Regions from separate parts of the Gossypium hirsutum genome. Here region 2 is linked to region 1. Evidence: chromatin contacts called from public Hi-C data. All regions are on one chromosome and are shown on one strand. The core of a region is the stretch at or near the end of the contact, and the rest is flanking DNA. Distances in the headings are between cores, read along the strand shown. Region 1 holds the start of LOC107962413 (Golgi SNAP receptor complex member 1-1). Region 2 has its middle 23 kb from the start of LOC107963508.

Region 1 (6,241 bases), core at 1,095-3,594:
GCAGACAGAGATAAATAAAAAATATTTTATGAACCACAATACCTGAGTGAGATCTTGAAGAATTTCCTGATGCCTAGTCAAGGTATGAGAAACCATTTCAGATCCACCAGATGAGACCCAGTCTTGCATTTTCATATTTACTTCTTGTAGCTGTTTTAGTAGTCGGTCGATACCAGATTCAATACCATTCTCTTCCAAGTCATTTTTTATCGAAGCCTTACTGGAGACCAACTTACGATATGAATTCATTTGCTCATCCAACTGAGCTTCGAGTTTCCTTGCCTGCAATAACAGTGCACAAAGTCATTCATTATGCGACTATTACCATTTTAGGATATATCCAATGTCCTTCAGGCAAATAAAAGGTTCTTAACGCCAAAGAAGGTCATTTCAATGGCATAATCTCAATGCCATAAATTTAAGGATGTCAAATTAATTGCCACTAAAATTTGAAAATCTAAATGAAATATTCCGAGAGGAAAATAATGAAGCACCTCTTTCAACAATATTTTGATATTGGTGACTCAAATCATGCTCTTCCAGTCTTAACCTAAAAAGATTATCAGGAAGCATATTGTACCTTGTCTAATGTAAGGTTGATTGTTGAACCAGTTATATAAGCTAGAATGGTAATGCACTGATGCTACGCATGGCAACTAAAACTTACAAAATTCATAACCCAGTTAATTAGATAATGCAGGAAATGAAACATTACAGTTCATTTTCTCCTTATAGAACTTTTTAAAAGAAGTCTATTACAATTTTCAACAAGAAGGCTTATCCACAACCATTAAGGAAGATATGTGATTTTATGCGGGACGACCACTCAAGCAATTTCAGTCTAAAATTAAATTCAATCAGCAAGTTAGAGGAGAAATAACAGCTACATATATGGTTCCTTTAAATTTTGACACAGTTCAAATTCTTAAAGAAAGATAACAATTTTCAATTTTGCTATATCCTTGCAGACTAGGAACCTAATGATTTTCAGGCAAGCCTTCACACCCACCGTCAAATTTCAAACGGAACTCTACATCAAAATATGGACTTACGCAGAAAAGTCATCTATTTATATTTTTTATAAAATCCTGTTTACCTTATTCAGGGAAGGCAATCAATTAACTCTTATCAGCCATCACTCTGATCTACATCAGTTACGATAGCAAACTAATCGAACACTGATATCATCATATTTAACTGAACGACATCATTAGTACCTCGAATTTTAGTTGCCAGCAAGTAATTTGACACAAGGTTAAATTGGATTTAGTTTTATTATATTGCAATATCAACCACACAGAAAATCCAGAAGATAAAGTAAATATTTTAACAAAGAAATACAACATTCGTCTTCATCAATTGCTATAGGAAACTTCCAGCATTTCCTCCTCACAGGTAAACTCCCATTCTCAGCAGAAAAGATAAATTTGGAAAAAAAAAAAACTTCATCTATTTGTAATTAGAGATGAAACTAGATTCACAGACACCATAGACCGGACCATTCATTTAGAGCAAAAAATATGCGAAGGAAAGACAAAACAGAAACACATGAAACCTAGGTTAACTGGTGTCAGATATGAGTATGTGTTAAACAAACTATGCCCATTTGTTCTAAGCTTTTTCATATATTAGGAGAATTATACCCCCACGGCCCACAGATCTCTCAAAATTAAAATGAACAAACAAAATGTGCAACAAGTTTTAGTAAAACAGTAAATCTTAGCTAAATCTCTAATTAGTATAAACAGTTCCAGAGTTGGAAATTAACAAAAAGTTTTAATTTTTCTGTACAAGCAACAAATACATAATCTATATTTGTTTCCCCAATAATATTACCCAAATAGGGGAAAAAACAGGTTCAGTACATTGAATTTCCAGATTTCGATTTCATTTGAACAAATTCCAATAAGAAAACTCAACTACTTCAAAAAAAAATGAAGAAATTTTGAAGATCTGATAGAACAAAAACAAAAAAAAATTCGTTTACTTCATTGAAATTTTCTAAAAATACCAAATAAAGAAACCTGAACTTCCTAAACAATTCACACCAAATTCAATCAAATCTAATAGAATTATATAACCCTAGGTTTTTCCGATGCCAAAATTTCTATATTTTTTCTAATCAAACAGAATCAAAACACACCTGTTTGCGTAGAGCATCCCATGAGACAGGCACTTCCATCGTAATCCACAGATCGATCGCTTAACAAATTCTTCTTCGTTCGATTTTTTTTTTTTCAAAGCCTTCGAAATTTCTTCTCTTTTTTTTTTTAAATTTTTGGAGGATTCTATTTATTTATTTATTTATTTACTTACGAGTTTTTCAACTATTTTGATTTGATATGTACAAACAAATATATATAAAAAAATTAAAAGGAAAAATAATTAAAAAAATATTTGAAGGACTAAAACGCTTCGTTTTGAAGAAGGCTGTAGGTTGAAGGGTTGTTTGGGGACAGGGATAGGTCGTCTGCTCTCTGAACCCAATCCTAACGGCAATTAGGTTCAAAGATTGATTTTAGGTTAAAATTTTCTATTAGTCCCTGTACTTTGCAAAAGTTATAGATTTAGTCCGTATATTTGATTAATTTTAGTCCCCTTGCATTTTGAATTTTGAAATTTTAGTTTTGGCCCAAATAATAACCGTTAAATATGTTTAATTAAATTCAATTGCTAGTCATGTACTATGTATACAGTTGTAGATTTAGCCAATATTCACCAATTAGATCATTTTAAGCCCCTATATTTTTTTTTTAAAATTTTAAAACTCCAATATTAATATAAATGATGGTCGTTAATCCATTGACTGGATTTTTAGTGAGAAATATGTGAAAGTAACAAATTAACATGGCATTATACATATGATAATATGTTTGCCGCATCAAATTTTAGAAATAGCATAACTTAATAAATTTAACAGTTATCATTTGGTGAGGACTGAAATTTTAAATTTTGAAAAGTACAATAACTAAAAATGACCAAATTAAAATATAAAGGCTAAATCCATGATTTTCATAAAAGTATAGGGACTAATGCCAAAATTTAACCTTAATATTATTATTTTTAAAATGCCATTTAAAACTTGAATTTAATAAATGTCATTGATATATAATTATTTGGAGGGTTTATAAAATAAAATTAAAATATACGCATGATGATATTTGAGCTCAAAACATTATTAATATATTTACTTTATCATTTAAAATAAAACCTTATTTATTAATTTATATTAATTTTATAAAAATATTTATTACATAATTTTATTTCTCATCTACATCGTAAAGGGTTTAAAGCGAGTTTTAATAGAATTATTATAATATTTTCTTTTTCTTTCATTACATTCAATAACCACTTAACCAACTATTTGATTTAGGTGGTTGATTTCTGTTTTGGTTAAAATAATTCATTGGGTAAGTTAAAATGATTAGTTATTGATTTAAGCAGGTTAGTTTAATGGTCAGAGTATTCACTGTCTCAAACTGCACTAATCATGTTCCTATTAAGGTTTTTCCCTCTTGTAATTCACCAAAAACAAAATTTTATTTAATATTTTAAATTACACCCCAGACTCTAACTCATCTTTTTTTAATTGAATCACTTCAAACCATCAAAAGTGTCAGTTCATATCTTAGAGAGTTTGATCAAATTGGTTCTTAATTTTGTTAGACCAACTCAGATTGGGTTTCTAAGCTATGAAAGGGAAATTACCCTCCAAAAGAATAGCTGGGTACAAGTTAATATCTAGTCCCTTGAGGAAGAGATAGCCTACTAAATTGATTACTTGGATTCGAGTACGAGTTTCGAATAAAGACATGTGTATCAGAAAATTTTCTAAATTTTTCCATGTATTTTAAGTATCATTCAAATTCATATACTCATATCTTTGTGTCCAACACAGATACTTCAAAAACAATAAAGAGTCCGAACAATACTAATACCTGAAAAGCAAGTAATTCAAAGAGAGATAACAAATGCCTTCCAAATAAGCCATTGTAGCCTAAATTCATCATATCATTGTCATCCAATTCTTTATGGACAGAAGCTATATATATATATAGCTATAAAGTACCTGAAAAGACTGACAATCAATGGAAAATGGGCATTAAGGTCCATGCAATGTTGGCCAATATCCACTAACATAGAACAGATACACAAGGAAAAGGTGGAAGAACAGGGATAAAGATGGACATCTAAGGGAAAGCTTATGCAAACATGTAATCTAAATGCAGGGAACTTTAAAGATTTGGATGGAAACATTCTAACTGTAAAAGTACTATGGAGGCTCTATACTAGGAGCCAGATTGCATTTTGCTCCGTTTACTCAAAAAATGGACAAATTAGCCCTTGTATACTAGATTAAAGAGCAAACTAATCCTTTCTATTAAACATCAGTTTTTAACAGTAAAAATGGATGAAAGTTTTAACAGAATGACACTTTGCTCTTTGATCTAATGTACAATGATTAATTTACCATTTTTGTGAGTAGAGGGGACAAAATGAAATCTGACTCCCCATTCTAACACTTTTGTAATGGACATCAAGCTTAGCAGCCTCAAAAGTAATGCATTGCTTTCAAAAGCTGCTCATAGAAGATGGCAAAAACACATTCTTAGCTAGAACAAGTATTGCTATCATCGAGATTAGATTCCATCATGTGATGCACCACTAACATGTATATAAACCACAAAAAGAATCTATGATGCAGAAAAAGAGAGAATCAAGGAGAACAATAAACATAAGAAATATTGATAAAAATTACGAAAATTGTTTGGCCAAAGCGTACATTGAAGTGCGGGGATACATCGCACACACTCGTACCGACAAACAAAACCTTTTTTCTTTAGTTTCTATTACTTTTTTTTCATTCTCAATACGTACTCTGTCCATTCTCAACACCTAAACCATATAACACACCGGAATACTTTTCCAACGAACCACTAAAGAAATTCTCCTTCAGTTTCCTGAATGTACAAGCCGTGAGCAAACTATCTGAACCTGCTTGATGACAAATCCCAACTCTTTCCACTTCCAATAACTCCGCGAGCTTATTCAATCCACCGTGCAAACTATTGCAAAACTTCATCAAATGTTTGATATCATACAAAGTGGGAAAGTAAATGTTTAGCAAACTAAAGAATCCAACTTGTGTATCTGGCAAATTCTGGCAAGTTAAGAGCTTAAGCAAATACCCGAAATCGTAACCACTATGGAAAGTAACCCAATGCACATTGTCATTCAAAACAATCCCTGATGACATTAAAAGTTCACCAAATCTCATTGCATCAATGCCCTTTTCATTGTTTTTCTTGAAATCAATCCCACTTTGTCTTAAAAGCTCGATAGAATCATTAGCGAACACATCTTTGTTGACGTTAAATTCGCGGAAATTGAATTGCCAAATGCAGTATTTATCAGTTCCACATGTAGGTAAGTTCCCTTTCTCATCTGAGAAAGTAAGACCTAATTGAACAAGTTTTAACATATCAACATTGTCTTTCAAAGTTTGATAGTGATAATCATAACTGCTTTTGAAATAACCTACGGGACGTAATACAATGCCTGGGAATTCAGTATCCATGGCAACATAAGGATAATCATCAACTATTTCACGAATCAAAGCAAATTCTTCCTCAACGTTATCATCCCATACCTCACGGATATGAATTGAATCGCTCTTTGGCAATAAAGACATCACTTGAAAACCCAAAAGAGAAATTTTATAAAAGATTCGGATTCAATTTGAAGAAGAAAACACAAATCTGCAAAAATTATAATAAATTTTAAGGCTACAAATCATCTAAATAATGAACCCAGAAATGAATCTCGAACAATAACACGAAAGAGAAACTTACCTTGAATTGGGGGAAATTTTGGGGTTTTTTTTTCTAGGGAAACAAACACAGAAAGGCGAGTTCTAGAGAGAGAAAATTCCTGAAAGTTCTTTCCTTTCACTCTCTCTCTCTCTCTAGGACTTCCTGTTTGGAATATTATTGGAGGTCCTAAAATGGGGTTTCATTTTTTTTTTTTAATTTCTTTTTGGTCTTAAGAAGAAATGGTCGTAATTGTTTGTTTTTTTTTTTCTTTTTTATTTATTGTTTTGTTTGTTTCCTGAGAAAACTTGGTTTTTTTTTTCTTTTGTTTTAATGAAATCTAAACAGAAATTTACCCACATAACAGTTCGCAGATTTCAATTTTTCTAAAACCAAACTTTCAACCGTTTCGATTTTACGGTTTATAAAAT
Region 2 (6,241 bases), core at 1,085-3,584, 68 kb before region 1:
TCTCATCGTCCAATTCATTTTATCCAAAATAAAAGGATCGTATTTTAAAATCTTTTCAAAAATTTGACATTAAGACATTAAACAATCGATTCGGTACCAATTTTGGGCGTTACGAGGGTGCTAACCCTTCCTCGTGCGTAACCGACTCCGGGACCTATTTTTCTCAAATCTCGCAGACCTAAATTTTTAATGGTGAACCGATCAAACCTTAATAAAAGATCGGTGGCGACTCCATTTCCATTTTCAAAATCGATACCCATTTTTCAAATTCAAAAAAATGGTTTCGACATTCAAAACATCTCATTTATGCAACAATTTCACATTAAATCCTTGTACTTTTATTAATTTAATAAATTATCCCCTAATCGAAAAATTCATCAAAATTATTTAACAAAATACTTTTAAATATCAACCAACATCTCAAATTCATGATTTAAGAACTAAAATCATATAGATTCATCAATGGAAACATTAAAAACTTTTAATGAAATCAAAAACTAAGGTAAGGTTTAATTGGACCTAATTGTAACAATCTCAAAAACATAAAAATTACAAGAAACGGGTAAGAATTGAACTCACATGAAGAAAAAATCGAACAACCAACTTAAGCTCTTTTCCATGTCTATTTTGCCGAAAATTGAAGAAGTAATGTCTAGAAAACTATCCAAATCTAATTTGTTTTATTTTAATTTCACCAAAATTACAATTGTGCCTCTGTTTTATTATTATTTTTCTCTTATGCCGCCTCATCCATTAAATTTAGGTACAATTATACTTAGGTCCTTCTTTATTTATTAATTAAGTCATTTAATCACCTAATTATTATATTTAACAAGTTTTACACTTTTTCAATTTAGTCCTTTTTCATTAATTGACTATCAAAACATTAAAAATTTTTAACGAAACTTTAAAATCATCTTAATGACACTCCGTAAATATTTATAAAAATATTTACGATTCGGTTTATAGAAACAAGATCCCGATACCTCACTTTCTAAAACCACTTAACCTAATAATCATTATAAAACACAAATTACTAATTCAAAAACCTTTTTAAAACCATATTTGACTCGTAAATATTAAATAATAATATTTACGAACTTACCTACCGGATTTGGTGGCCTTAAACTACTATTTCTAACACCACTAATAAATCGAGCTGTTACAGTACCCTTGCCTCAATTACCAATACTTAAGTGTTGCGTGGCCTAAGTAAGCCTAATAAGAGGTTTATTTTCTTTCACTAAGACCTATATATAATACCTTACGTAACACTCTAACCAATATGACAATAGTTCTAAATCCTAAATGATCATCTGAAGGATCACTAAACTCAATTTATTATAGTATTCCATGCTACTATCTCCTCAATCATATTTTCATACTAACAAAGAGCCAAATAAAGCCATTCAAGCATTTAACATCATTTTCAAGCCAAGAATAGATATACCTATATACAAGTCATAACACGACCAAAACAAAACGATAATTTGATTCTTATAATGACCCCTATTATGTACATAAAACTACCATTTTTGAACTCAACACATTAGCAGATTGTTCACATTGAGGTAGTTGTGACTATGAGTAGTTGATGCAACTCTTCCTTAATTTGACTAACCTGCGCACGTAAAGAAAACAACAATGGTAAAGTGAGCATTATAATCCTAAGTGGTAACTCCATAAAGCACATAAAGATAATATCAATTCAATAGGCAATTAATTCACTTATAAGATCTATGTTTTATATTCACGCACAATCTCATTTATCATATCCAAATGCCATATTCTTAACCTTAATTCCATGACAATACCCTAGTTCCATTTGTACAATCAACAATATTTAGAAGCACTCTTATAGAACTTGATTAACTTAGTCTTGCACCAGTAATTTCCCTAGCATATGTCCTGAATTTGTATTCTATGTCGTTTTGCTAATTATTCGATTAATTACAATTTCACGATTCAATATATTATCTAGTAAGCAATGCAAGTTACTACAACATAATCGACCATAAATACAACACTTGAATCTTGCGTTGTTTTTTGTTTCTTTACCCCATGGTCATGCTATATATTGTCACCCTTGTCAATATTGGCAGACTTCGGAATTGGATTCACCACCCCCATCGTTTTCCCGTCAAGCTCTATATCCAACCGTTGGGATAATTTCTTACCCCATTCAGAAAGGATATCCCATAACTCTTTTATTATGGTTACTCAAAGCTAAACCATTGTTACCATTAACTTTTGCATGCTATAGGTTGGCCATGCAAATCCCCCATCTTGTTCCACGACCAAAACAACCGAATGTTTGTACTATCGAGCCCAATTTCTTTCCTTATAATTGTTTCTTTTGGTCCACCAATAATTGATCCAATATTCCATCACCTAAAGGTTTCACTCTAAGCCCACTAAACTCACATACTGGCCTTATATGTTTCCACAATTTAGCCTTTGTTTCTAGACATGTCAAGCCAACTCTCCTCATTGCCCATATCAGTCTTTTCATTATCTAAACCATTGGTTTTCCTTTTGTTTGCCCTTATCCTTACCTCTAAATTTTGCATTACTAGGGACCTGCTCCAAAATCCCTCCTATATTTTTGGAGTAATCCTTATTACTATGTTCTACCTCCTCAATATCCACCTCATCACCATAATCCTCTAAGATTTTAAATCTCAAAATTCTAGTAGTTGCCTTATCTTTCCTAATTTCCCTGTGAGCCTTGGCCTCTCCATTCCCAATCACCGCCTTTCTCTGGTGACTTTGGACCTACATCCATGGTCTAAACAGCTTGCCAACATAATCCTTCTTCTTAAGATGATCAAACCTGATAACTAATTCAGTTTGGTTCTGCTCATGCACTTCATTTATCTTAGGCTGTCGCACACCGCAAGTTTCTTTGGTGTGTCCTTAACACCCACACTCATAGCAAATAAACAATAGTCCATCATATTCAACCCTTTGAAGGAAGTTGTCAATTCCAATACAAGAAATCAATGGTTTTCTCAAATCTACCACTACTGCTAACGTCACAAACTTTCCCCTCCTGCCTACTATAGTATTGTAATCAATCTTGACAGCCTGACCAATCACCCCAGCAATTGCTCTGAACAAATCCTTATTGTAATACCTGTAAGGCAACCCCGGTAGTCTTACCCATACCACAATATGCGACAGGTGAAGATCTTTCATCGAAAATGATATGCTCTATGGTTGCACCACCAAAACAACTCCTATAAGCTGCCTAAAGTCCAATATTGGTAAGACCCTTATCATAATCTTTCTTTGGGAGAAACCTTCACTAAGTAATATTCATTATCAAGATCAACAATTTGTAATTTTCCTTCTAGTTTTCGAAGGGATTGTATCCTACATGCGAGTCTCTAAACCCAATAGACTTCCAAGTAAGTGGACAATAATTGATTGCTCCATCCTCATCACGCACTTCAATCTCTAAATCCTCATTCCATGACTCCACCTCTCCCACTTGCTTAGTATTAGCCGAAAGTGTATCCTTAAAAGGCAACTTCTTTCCACCAGCATCCTCCATTTCCAAGTCCTCCCCATTTCGCAGCCTTTCAAAACTAGTTTAGCAGCCCTCTCAAGCTCCAAAAGCAATGGAGGTCCTAGAAGCTTCAAACTAGTCGAGAAAGAGAAAAACATACTTTTCCCCAGTATATATATATATATAGACATATTTTATTAAATCTTTATACAGGTGCCTAGTCAGGGGACTGGCAAGGCCTACCCCTAAAATGAAAACTTTTCATTGAATTCTTTTAAATTTTTAAAAATTTTAAATTAGTAAAAATAAAATTTTACTTTGGTCCCATTAAAAATAATAAAAATTTGATTTAATCTTTTAAATATTATAAAGATATAGATTGTTCACATGGTCTGACACACGGTCGTGTGGCGTCGACTATCAGTTTTCCAACGATTAAACTCGAAACAAAAATTAGGTTATCGATACTCACCTGATAAAGATTCGATGCAAAAGTAACAAGGGTGAATTCACGTCCCTAAAACGACATTACAACGACAAATCAGATAAATATTCGCACTCAAAATACTAAGATTAACGTCTGAGACTGAAGTTACGTTGAAGAACTTCAGACACAAACTTTAAATCAAACTTACCGGTAATGAATTGAACCAAAAAGGAGAAGTCCGACCCAGTACAGAATCAATTTGGCATAACAGAACAAAAAAGAAGGTAGTTTGAAGAGAAGAATCAAAACGAAGAAAAATAAAGAAATAACGGAAGAATGGTAGAAACAGAAAATGGAAAAGAAAAAGAAAAACACAATAATGCCACAAATCTAGAAGTTTTCTGGGAAGTTTAATTTAATCAACTGAAACTAATTACCTCACAAAGAAATTCACAAAGAAATTCAAAAATAAAACATTCCCTATTACTTTCATAGGGAAAGATTCGAACACAACATCAAAAAATACACAGAAGCTTAACCATTAAACCAATAAACTTATTCTTGTCATAAATGGACTGAATCTAACTTATAACCCACATGTCCAAATATAAAGATTTAGTCAAAAGTAGCAAAATTTCAAAAGATAATATTCGAACCCAATACCTCACATACATAACCAAAATACTTAACCACTAAACCAAATCAACTTACTTATTAAAACTTTCCAAAATCTAAACTCAAAATCGAGAGATTTCCACTCTTGGTCTCAAACTCAATTTCTTCTAACCTGATTTTTGGGATGTTACATTGGTAGACAAATGAGATTATTATAGAGAAGGTTGACTGTAATTTAAATGTTTATTTTTATTTTACTTTATAACATAATATCTAAAATAACCTGTTGACACCATTTTTTGGATGAAAACGGGGTCGACTTGGGTTTTAAAAAACAAAAATGAAAACGGGAGTCGCCACCAATCTTTTTTTTAATGAGGTGTGATTGGATCACCTCAAAAAGTGGTTGTTTTTAATAAACGATTTGATTTTATTAAAACAACGATTTTGGTCCACGAAATTCAGAAGAATGGGTTCGAGAGTCGGTTACATACGAGGAAGGATTAACACCCTCGTAACGCCCAGAAATTGGTACCTAGTTGATTAGTTAATGTCTTAATGTCGAATATAAAAAAAACTTTGAAGAATTTTAAAAATACGATCCTAAAAAATTTTGAATAATATGAGTTGGAATTTAAGATTTTCTTGTTCCGAAAGAATATCACATTCAGCACATTAGGATACGATACTTTAAACTCTCGAAACCAAGATCACTTTATGGTTTCTAAAACCCATACTTTGAAACTTTAAGAGGGTATTTGGCTATTTGGCTAAACGAGAAATCGAAATCCAGCACATTAGGGCACGCTTCTTGAATTTCCAAATGCAAAATATTGCCTTTGTTATTTTTTAGAAAAAATCTTCATCTCGGGAAAATAATGTGTCATATCCAATGCGTTAGGACACAACGTATTGAATTCCCGATAATGAGCTTTTTATTATTTTTAAAAGAGTAATCTCAATTATTTAGATTCAACGAAGAAAATCGGAACTCAACACATTAGGGCTCGATTCTCTCAAAGATCCCAAATACCGAGTATTACTTATATTTTAAATTTTCTTTTTTGAATTTTAAATAAAAATGGGTGTAGTGGAATGATGATGATAATGTAAGTAAAATAATCACGCAAAAACAAAATATAAGTAATAAGACTAATATAAAAACAATCGTGCAGGCATCATGACAAATACTAAACAGACAAAAGTAAAGCAAGATAAAATAACAATAACAGAAACAGATATGTACATAAATAAATAAATGAAGAAAATAGATAAAAGATATATATATGAGTTATAAAATATGAGTATTTACATATATATATAAATAGATTATAAAATATAAAAATATAAAAAAATATAAGTATATACATTATAAGAACTTGTATATGTACATAATTATAAAAATTCTAACACAAAACAATGTGCATATATATATACTTATACAAATTCAAAAAAAATGTATATATATGTACGTACTTATATTATAAAAACTTATTCACATATATATACATATTTGAAATTGTAAAATAATAACAAAAAAGATGTACATATAAACATATATGAAACATGGGATGTACGCATGTATGTATACTAAAATAATTGTATGTATGTATATACATATAACATAACTTGAAGTAAAAAGGTATTTAATAATATTAGTAATAATAATGCTAATAATAATAATTATA

What was found. A called contact is a pair of places that touch in the nucleus more often than the background predicts.
Region 2: a contact with region 1 is called in a Hi-C map of leaf, with 3 times the contacts expected there. The contact joins the enhancer-like site here to the promoter of LOC107962413 in region 1. A contact is called at or near these places in 13 of 34 Hi-C or Micro-C datasets (anther, callus, hypocotyl and 3 more).

Annotation. Positions count from the first base shown.
Region 1 is chrD06:63,682,630-63,688,870 of Gossypium_hirsutum_v2.1, reverse strand. LOC107962413 (Golgi SNAP receptor complex member 1-1) reads right to left here and starts at 2,344. Exons shown (of 5, transcript XM_016898797.2): 1 at 2,144-2,344; 2 at 43-282. The coding sequence starts at 2,182. LOC107962412 (probable CCR4-associated factor 1 homolog 6) reads right to left here and starts at 6,123. Exons shown (of 2, transcript XM_016898796.2): 1 at 5,853-6,123; 2 at 4,731-5,759. The coding sequence starts at 5,692. The coding sequence ends at 4,868.
Region 2 is chrD06:63,751,099-63,757,339 of Gossypium_hirsutum_v2.1, reverse strand. No RefSeq gene overlaps it. Among protein-coding and RNA genes, the nearest start is that of LOC107963508, 23 kb to the left of the region's middle. Within about 2 kb of position 2,334, at least 5 of the 9 cell types and tissues checked have an H3K27ac peak or open chromatin away from gene starts, as enhancers often do. A contact at or near this core is called in hypocotyl and leaf, where this site is marked.